2 separate regions of the Mus musculus genome follow, and region 1 is linked to region 2. The links are chromatin contacts, called in public ChIA-PET maps. All regions are on one chromosome and are shown on one strand. The core of a region is the stretch at or near the end of the contact, and the rest is flanking DNA. Distances in the headings are between cores, read along the strand shown. Region 1 has its middle 55 kb from the start of Il1rl2. Region 2 overlaps 1700066B17Rik (RIKEN cDNA 1700066B17 gene).

Region 1 (3,897 bases), core at 503-3,002, 540 kb before region 2:
CTTGTTCGAGTGGAAAACCATATACAATGGCTACATAGAAAGATGAATATTGTACCAAAATCTATTCCTGCGTGTATTAAGTCAGAATGAAATTAACTACGGGGTGGGGGTCGGGGGAGCCTCCCAGCCCTATCTCCGGAGACCGAGCTGGGAGGGGCAGTGGACACAGGCACCTAACTCCTATACCATGGCTACCTCAAATCTTCTGACCATTCCCATGTGAAGGGTGGGGGCCCAAAGATAACATCAACGTTGTGCTGCCTCTTGTCCCAGATTTTCAACAGGGCTGAAATGGAAGCTCTAGCTGAGGTAGGTCGATGGCCTTCCATAAGAACAGAGCCCACCCAATGATGGCCACCAGCTTCATAGGCCAACGGCCAATCATAACTCATCTGAGGAGACCGAGGGTTTTCCTTCACCGCTGTTTAATTCGAGAAAGAACATCTCTTCCTCACCCAACCAGGCAAATGAGGAAGAAGGATGCTAAGAGAAATTTTCCTAGAACTGAGTGTCAGGAAGAACGAGGAACTGGGTAACCCTGCCTTGATTCAGCTCATCTGGCCAGTTTCAGACACTGTGCCTCCAAAATAGACAACAATGAGCTACAAAAAAAAAGGGTTGCTGTCTGGTGGCAGACACGGGCATAGGCGATTGCTCATCCCTGAGAGGGGCAGGGTGCTTCCTGGAGGCCTGGAGATGCACATAGGCTGCTGCTCATACCTGGGCGTAAAATCTTCTAGTTTCTGAAAGAGGATGGAAAAGGATCTTGAGCAGACTGGTGTATCTGAGACCACTGCAGGAAGCTGGGTCAGGAACTTCCGGTACGCAGAACCTCGGGGACCGCAGAATGCTGCGCTGATGCAGTTAAAGAGAAAGAACGTCAGGGTTAAGGAGCAAGGCCAGAGACACTGGGGAAGGTAAATAAGAGGGCTCACAGCTGGGTATGAGCCAGCCAAGCTAACTAGTGAAGAGAAAGCACGGGATTCTGAGAAAACAGCAAAGTTGGTTCAGGCTGCCTCCTAGAAAGCCCGTTGCCCTAGCAAACATCTCAGCTCTCCTTGCTGTTACATCTTTACGCATCGAATTTTATCCAGTGAACCTACTTGTAACAGACTGAATGGTGAAAAAAGATTGAACCTAAGAAAACCTCTTTCTGTTCCAAGGGGGATACCACCCCGAGACCACCTCAGAGGTGGGAAAGGGAAGAGAGACAGTTGAATAAAAATTATGAGTCCAGATCCTAGAGGTAGCTGCTTGGCACAACCGCGGTTTGGCGCACTCTCCATTCTGGAAGGTGAATCTCCACTTTCTTGACTGTTCAAAAGAACTCTTGACTACTGGCTCGCTCTACCTGTACCCTAAAAATGTTTCTCTCTGGAGAACACAGTTAGGATCGGAGGTGTTTCCTCTGTAACCATGGGAGGCTTACCCACAGCATGTCAAACTAAGCATAGATACATTTCTCACAGGACCACCTCAGTCAGAGCTCTGGGCAGATTCCAATTTGTCAAAGGGCATGAAGGTGTTACCAAAATCCACGTGATATCCTTGGCAGTGAACCAGAGCCGCAGCTAAGAGTATCTGAGAGACAGGGCTGACACCATGTGCGGTGAGGCTCCACTCTGCATCCTGTAGGTCATGATTTTCACAGTTCAGTAAGACTAATGATTCTTCCACTGCCTCCAGCAATGTGCATAGCCCCTTCCAGTATTATATAAGCTAACCTTCTAGTTCTAAACAGATTCTACTCAGAAGGAAAAGCACGAGGGTGCCCCCTGCAGGACAGAAGAAACAACCCTGTGCAATGTGGAAAGGTTGTGTTTGGAATCCACCAGCTGCACTTTTGCTGGGGTTTTAAAGCGTCGGATTTGGCACTGACATTAAACTTGTACATAACCCCAAACTGAGATGCAAATTTACAACATGGCTGATGCCCACAAGAACTTCGGGGGCAGAGGTCGTGACACTTGTGCTCCACTACCTAATTTTTATCCTTGGCAACGCAGGAGCCCCAGCCCTGGGTAAACCAACAACAACCTGTGCCACAGGTGTCCAGGGACCCCAACATACTCCCTGTGCTCCCTCTCAACCCTATTTCACCAGGTGACATTGTTCTTAACACCAAGGGGGAGACTCACTCAAAAAGGTTTAGCATCCCTGCAAAGGAACACTTTAGCTGAAGCCAACAGCTCGCCGGAAAACACAATGTGGCCCATAGTGCAGATCTTTCCCATGCTCATCGTTCATGGGTTAGGGAGTCAGACCACCACTGGGCCCCTCTACCAAAACCACAGAGGTGCTGCTGGCCCTGACAGAGGGAGGCCACATTTGAATCAGCCAATCGGTGACCGCTGTTGTTTTTGGAGCTCCTGCCTGATCCATTGTACCTACCAGTAAACATCAGATACCATAATTGCTGGTGCCAATTGCTGTAAAAATAATATTAGTGTAGTCGGGCTAATAATTATTACAGTTACAGGCTGAGTCACTAGTCTTTTTTAAAAAGTGTACAACGTGCTCTCAAATAGACAGCATTTTTCCACAGACACAACATTACCTCTGACAGAAAAGCCAGCCTGCCCTCGTGCAATGTGAAATCAGAAAGAACTGAACACGGACACTAAATTACCTGGAGGTTGCGTGTATGAAGCATATCAAATGTAAATAAAAATCGTTATCAGACTTGGTGGGACCCAGCCCCAAGGTATCTCATTATGCATATTTAAGTAGTTCAAGGCCCACCCCCCAAAGATCAGAAGGCTTGAATAGATATGGTCCCAAGTGTCTTACACAAAGACTACCTCATCTGTGACAGCAACATGCGGGACTTCATGGAGGCCTCACTAGCACATTTTCTTACAAGGAATCGTGACTGTGGTATGCTTTAACATAGGCAGTGTGGTTTGCCTGAGGAGGAATCCAGCTCATCTTAGAAGCAGTGACCCACCTGCACAATCCAGACTAAGGGGAAGAAGCACATTCTTAGCCTGAAGTTCGAGAACCTTCTAAAAGTGGTGCCCTGCGAAGGACTCCGTTGCCCTAGGAGAAGCGTCATTCTTAATATCGCCACTAGAGGGTGCCACAGCGCCACGGGGAAATGCCAAATGGAGTCTTTGCTCTACTTTGGCAAATTAAGGCATGATTTTCTCCCTAGTCTCCTGGCTTTTTCTTTCTCAGGGCTCTTTGCCCACAAACTGCTTTCTTTTCTTCTTGATGTCATCCTTTTACAGGGGCAGGAAATTATGGTCACTGTAAACGAAGTTATCAGGTAACTAAAAGGTTAACAAATAACAAAAGTAGATGTGGTTCATTAAAGCAAAGTTTCTAAAACAAAATAAACAGAGGTCTCAGATCCTATGTTTTTAGGTCTTGCATTTGTATGGATATACTGAGTTCAAAATAAAATGTGTATTTCCCCCATGCATTTTGTACCAGCTTACAAACTGCTCTTTTCCATGGTCCTCATGGGTGGTTGATGCTGGTGTGTTGGCTCAAACTCGGAGTCTAGCCTCTGCACACCATCTTGCTTGTGGGATTAGTTAAGAGAGAATGCAAGTACTGCCCATGGCCAGAAGTAGCCGTACAACTTTTGAAGAATCACCCCAATTCCTAAGCGGCTTCATTTTTATTTTCTTCAGAATGATATTAATTATAATGCTGATGAAGGGGTTAAATCTTTTTTATCTTTTTATTCATTTTCCTAATTTAATAATTTTATATTCAGTTATAATTACATCTTTTCCCTTTACCTTGATCCCTCTGACCCATTCCTTATATGTCATCTCTTTATTCTCTCTCAAACTCATGTCTTTTTTGCTTCTTTTTACATACTGTGAAGACCAGGCAGAAAGAATGTTTAAGAGTCAGCCTCTCAGGGACTTTACTATAAGATTGCAT
Region 2 (4,040 bases), core at 1,447-3,946:
TTTGAAGTCAAGGACAACCTGGCCTATATAATAGTGAGTTCAAGTCCCGCCAGGGCTACAAAAGTGAAACCTTGTCTCACAAACAAAACATCAAACCTGGTGACCTGAACCTTGTGACCAATAAACATTTACTTACTAACTCTTTTGTGACAAATTCCACAGGCAGCTGAGGACTCAGCCCAGGTGAGGCTTCCGCCTGAAAGATGAGCTAAAGCCAGAGGGAAATTCCATCCAGGACCTCACATGTGACTCGTTCCAAGGGCTCTGAAGACAGGTGAGTGGGAAGCCCCAGGCATCAGTGGGCTGGAGGTACAGTGTGGGTGCACAGCAGGTTTCCCGAGGCCCTGAACTCTGTGCTGGGAACACATCAGTGCATCTTATCTGAGGCAGGGGCATTTTTTTTTTTTTTAAGTGCTCTGCAGAAACCTAAAGCAGAAAACACAGAACTCAAAATACACTATATTTATCTCTTACATGTACCTAACATGATTTTAAATTATGAAGGTTTATCTTTTTGAGAGAGAGAGAGAGAGAGAGAGAGAGAGAGAGAGAGAGAGAGAGATTGATTGAGCAGAAGAGGGTATCAGATCCCCTGAAGCTAGAGTTATAGGAGATTGTGAGTTTGTTTCTTGTCGGTGCTGGGGACTGATTCGGACTCTCTTACAGAGCTGTACTCTTAGCCGCTGAGCTATCTCTCCAGCCCCAAAGTTTAATTAATAAAGTGGGTACAGTAATAGATTATCAATTGAATCATGAACAATAATAAGCCCCACAAAATTATTTGAACCTCATAGATCGTTTCCATCCACAGTCCCCATATTACGTGGGGTGATGACTGAAAGCTGGAGGGAGCCACTGGAGGTGAAATTCAAGAATTAAGTGAAGAGTGAAGAGAGAATTCTTGGAAGGAATGCAGAGACCCAGGCCTGGGAGGGGAAGAGCTGCTTTTACACTGGGATAGGGTTTGGAGGTAGCTGATGCATGCTGGAGTTCAGGACACAAACCTGGAAAGGTGGGGAGTGTCAGGCATGAAGGGGAGTGGGGCTTCAGGCTAACCAAGAGGTGGTGATGAACGGAGCTGATGGTGTCTAAGCCAGACAAGGCTGTTACATAATTTCCATTTGTTTGTTCCCTTTTGAGAGAGAATCTGGATATAGAGTTTAAATTGGTCTTGAACTTGAGGCCATCTTCCTGCCTCAACCTCTGGAGTGAGGAAGCTATGGGCCTGTTTTACCACACCCAGCTATAATTTGTGATTTTTTTTTTTTAAATAAAGACTTCTATTATTATGGGGGCATCTAGGAGACTGCGATGAAGCTAAGGGTGGTGGAGGCTGAGGCAGATGTGTTGAGTGATATTTAGGAGATACCGTGAACACAACTCGGTGATTGTCTGCAGTGGATGAAGAAGGAGATGCAGAGAAGCCGAAGGCCCTGCTTAGACTGCCATGAAGAGAGGATTTGCACCCAGATGGTTCTGCCTAGGTATCCCTTCTAAAGCATTATTAAGTCAGACTTCCAGCTAAGACTAATCAGCTTGGACACAGGACAAAAGAAACGCCTGAAGCCTGGGCTCTCATGAGGGAGCAAGTGTTTCTTCATGGAGGAGGTCTGGCTTACCACTTGTTGCTAAGAATGAGTGGAATTATCAGGCAAGAATTGGTTAGCTGGTGAAATTAGTCCACCAGCCAAAGACCAGAGTGGGTAGTGTCTGTGTGCCTCTCTCTCTCTCTCTCTCTCTGTCTCTCTCTCTTGTGTGTGTCTGTCTGTTTGTCTCTCATGTATGTGTCTGTCTGTCTGTCTCTCTTGTGTGTGCTCATTTGTGTCTGTGTATCTCTCTCTCTCTCTCTGGGCATGTGTGTATCCATGCATGCATGCATGCGTGTTTGCACAGGTGTGCAAGCACGCACACTTGTGCACCTGCACAGAGCCCAGAGGAGGGCAGATGTTTTGCTGTCTCTCTACCTTATTCCCTCGAGGTGCAGACTCTCACTGAACCTGGAGCTACTCTAGAGGTCGGCAAGTCCCATGATCCTCCTGTCTCTGCCCACAACAGTGCTGCGGTACAGGCTCATGGGTGGCCACATCAATCAGGCTTTTTATATAGAATCCAAAGCCCAGTACTCACATTTGCACACACATCCTCACCTGCTGGGCCATCACTCCAGCCTTGAGTTAATGTTACATTAATGAGACAGCAGACAGATTTCTCTCGGGTCTTATCATGAGGCAACAATATGCTTTCCAGATAGACGTTTATTGCAACAGACCCTACCAGGAGGATCTGAATACAGAACTTTCCAGTAAAGACAAACAGCCCTGGGGCATCTGTCTCCCTCAGTGTCACAGAGTCCCTGGCACTTCCTTAGTGCATCCCAAAGTCTGGTGTTGAGTGTTAACAGCAACACTCAGGCCGGGCAGTGGTGGTGCACGCCTTTAATCCCAGCACTTGGGAGGCAGAGACAGACAGATTTCTGAGTTCGAGGTCAGCCTGGTCTACAAAGTGAGTTCCAGGACAGCCAGGGCTATACAGAGAAACCCTGTCTCAAAAAAACAAAAAACAAAACAAAAAAAAAAAACAAACAAAAAAAAAAAACTCAGCAACACTCAGGTTGCCAAGGTGTTTGGAGGGGCCGGGAGGGGGATTTTTGTGGTTTCTGAAATAGGAAGTACCACCCTAAAGTGTATCATTTCTGAAGTGGAGAAAGTTCCGGTAGGCTTTCAGAAAAGCCAGCCCAATGACAAGCTGATGTTTTCAACATATTTATAGGTCAAAATAGTAAAAACATGACTTATCTCAAAGACCAATGGTGTTATTTGCATGTGAAGTGACTAAAGTACACTCCATAGTTGCCCACTCTGAGAATTTATTAGCCACAGAAATCTAGCTCGCTTTTGTGAAAGACACAGTGGGCTGCCTATCGTGATTGTTTTTCTTTACTGCAGACCTTCAACAAAGCTCGCTTGGGTTTGAAGATGAATGCCAATGGAGACATACGTGTTGATTATCGACTCTGTGGCAAAGCATCGTGGTTTGATAACAGTAAAAGTCGGTTCTTTCCGAAACTCACAGTCATAAAGAGATGGGTGTGGTCTGTCTGTCACCAAGGGTGTTGCTTTGCTGGGCTCCGAACAAGTCAGGCCCTGATTAGACTCCAGTTAAGAAGCTTGTGTGTGTGTGTGTGTGTGTGTGTGTGAGTGTGTGTGTGTGTGTGTGAGCGCGCGCACAGAGGATTGTCCTGTACACATCTGTGTGGATGGCAACTGGCTGTGTGGACCACCTTTGCCCAAATGACTCCAGTGGCCTCTGGCATCAGAATCCCTGTCCCTGCTGGGAGCAGGGGCAACTCTGGATGGTCTATGCTGGCATCCTGACTCCAGAAACTGAAAGGGAGACACCTGAAGCTTGGAAGTTTCCCTGGCCTGTGGTAAAGCAATTCTTGAGGGAAAATGGCAGAGGCCAAAAGGAAGCAAGACCACACTATTGCCTTAACCAAACGGGAGAGGAGAGGAGTTTGACTCACTCCGTGTCGTTTGCATCCAGAGCCACCATCCTGATCCCTGAAGTGTGGAAGCTTCAAATGGTTTGCCATCCAAGAAGAGCCAGGGGCTGACAAGATGATTCAGTGGATTTGAGCATTGGCCACCAACCCTGATGACCTGGACTTTACCCTCCAGTTGTCCTCGGACCTCCACACATGTCATGACACACATTCCCCATCCTCCAATACATTAATAAATCTAAAAGGTATTTTTTTAAAAAGCCAGAGAAAGGTTTGGAATGTTAAGGCAGCATGGTGTTAAGAGCTGTGGACTCTGGGCCCACACTGCCTGGGTTCAAATCCCCATACTTCTGATGGCTCTTATGTGTGGGAAAGTTATTTATCCCACCCCCGTGTTTTGGGCTCTCTCTTTGAAAAATGGGGAAGGGGAGGTGTGGGGTTAGTAATTAAGGGTTTTCTTGGGGGCACAATTGAGTTCATAGTTGTAAAGTTCATAGAAGAGGTCACTTGGAAAGTCAAGAATTTCTGTAATCCACCC

The links. ChIA-PET counts read pairs in DNA pulled down with a chosen protein or histone mark.
Region 1: an RNA polymerase II ChIA-PET map of memory CD8 T cells shows a contact between it and region 2, with 18 read pairs. The contact joins two enhancer-like sites. A contact is called at or near these places in 2 of 115 datasets of contacts at active chromatin or transcription factors (memory CD8 T cells and thymic regulatory T cells).

Annotation. Positions count from the first base shown.
Region 1 is chr1:40,378,131-40,382,027 of GRCm38.p6, reverse strand. No RefSeq gene overlaps it. Among named protein-coding and RNA genes, the nearest start is that of Il1rl2, 55 kb to the right of the region's middle. Within about 2 kb of position 1,752, at least 37 of the 459 cell types and tissues checked have an H3K27ac peak or open chromatin away from gene starts, as enhancers often do. A contact at or near this core is called in memory CD8 T cells, where this site is marked.
Region 2 is chr1:39,841,462-39,845,501 of GRCm38.p6, reverse strand. It overlaps 1700066B17Rik (RIKEN cDNA 1700066B17 gene), which reads left to right. Exons shown (of 5, transcript NR_040465.1): 3 at 163-274; 4 at 1,399-1,484; 5 at 2,946-3,074. Among named protein-coding and RNA genes, the nearest start is that of 1700066B17Rik, 3.8 kb to the left of the region's middle. Within about 2 kb of position 2,696, at least 38 of the 459 cell types and tissues checked have an H3K27ac peak or open chromatin away from gene starts, as enhancers often do. A contact at or near this core is called in memory CD8 T cells, where this site is marked.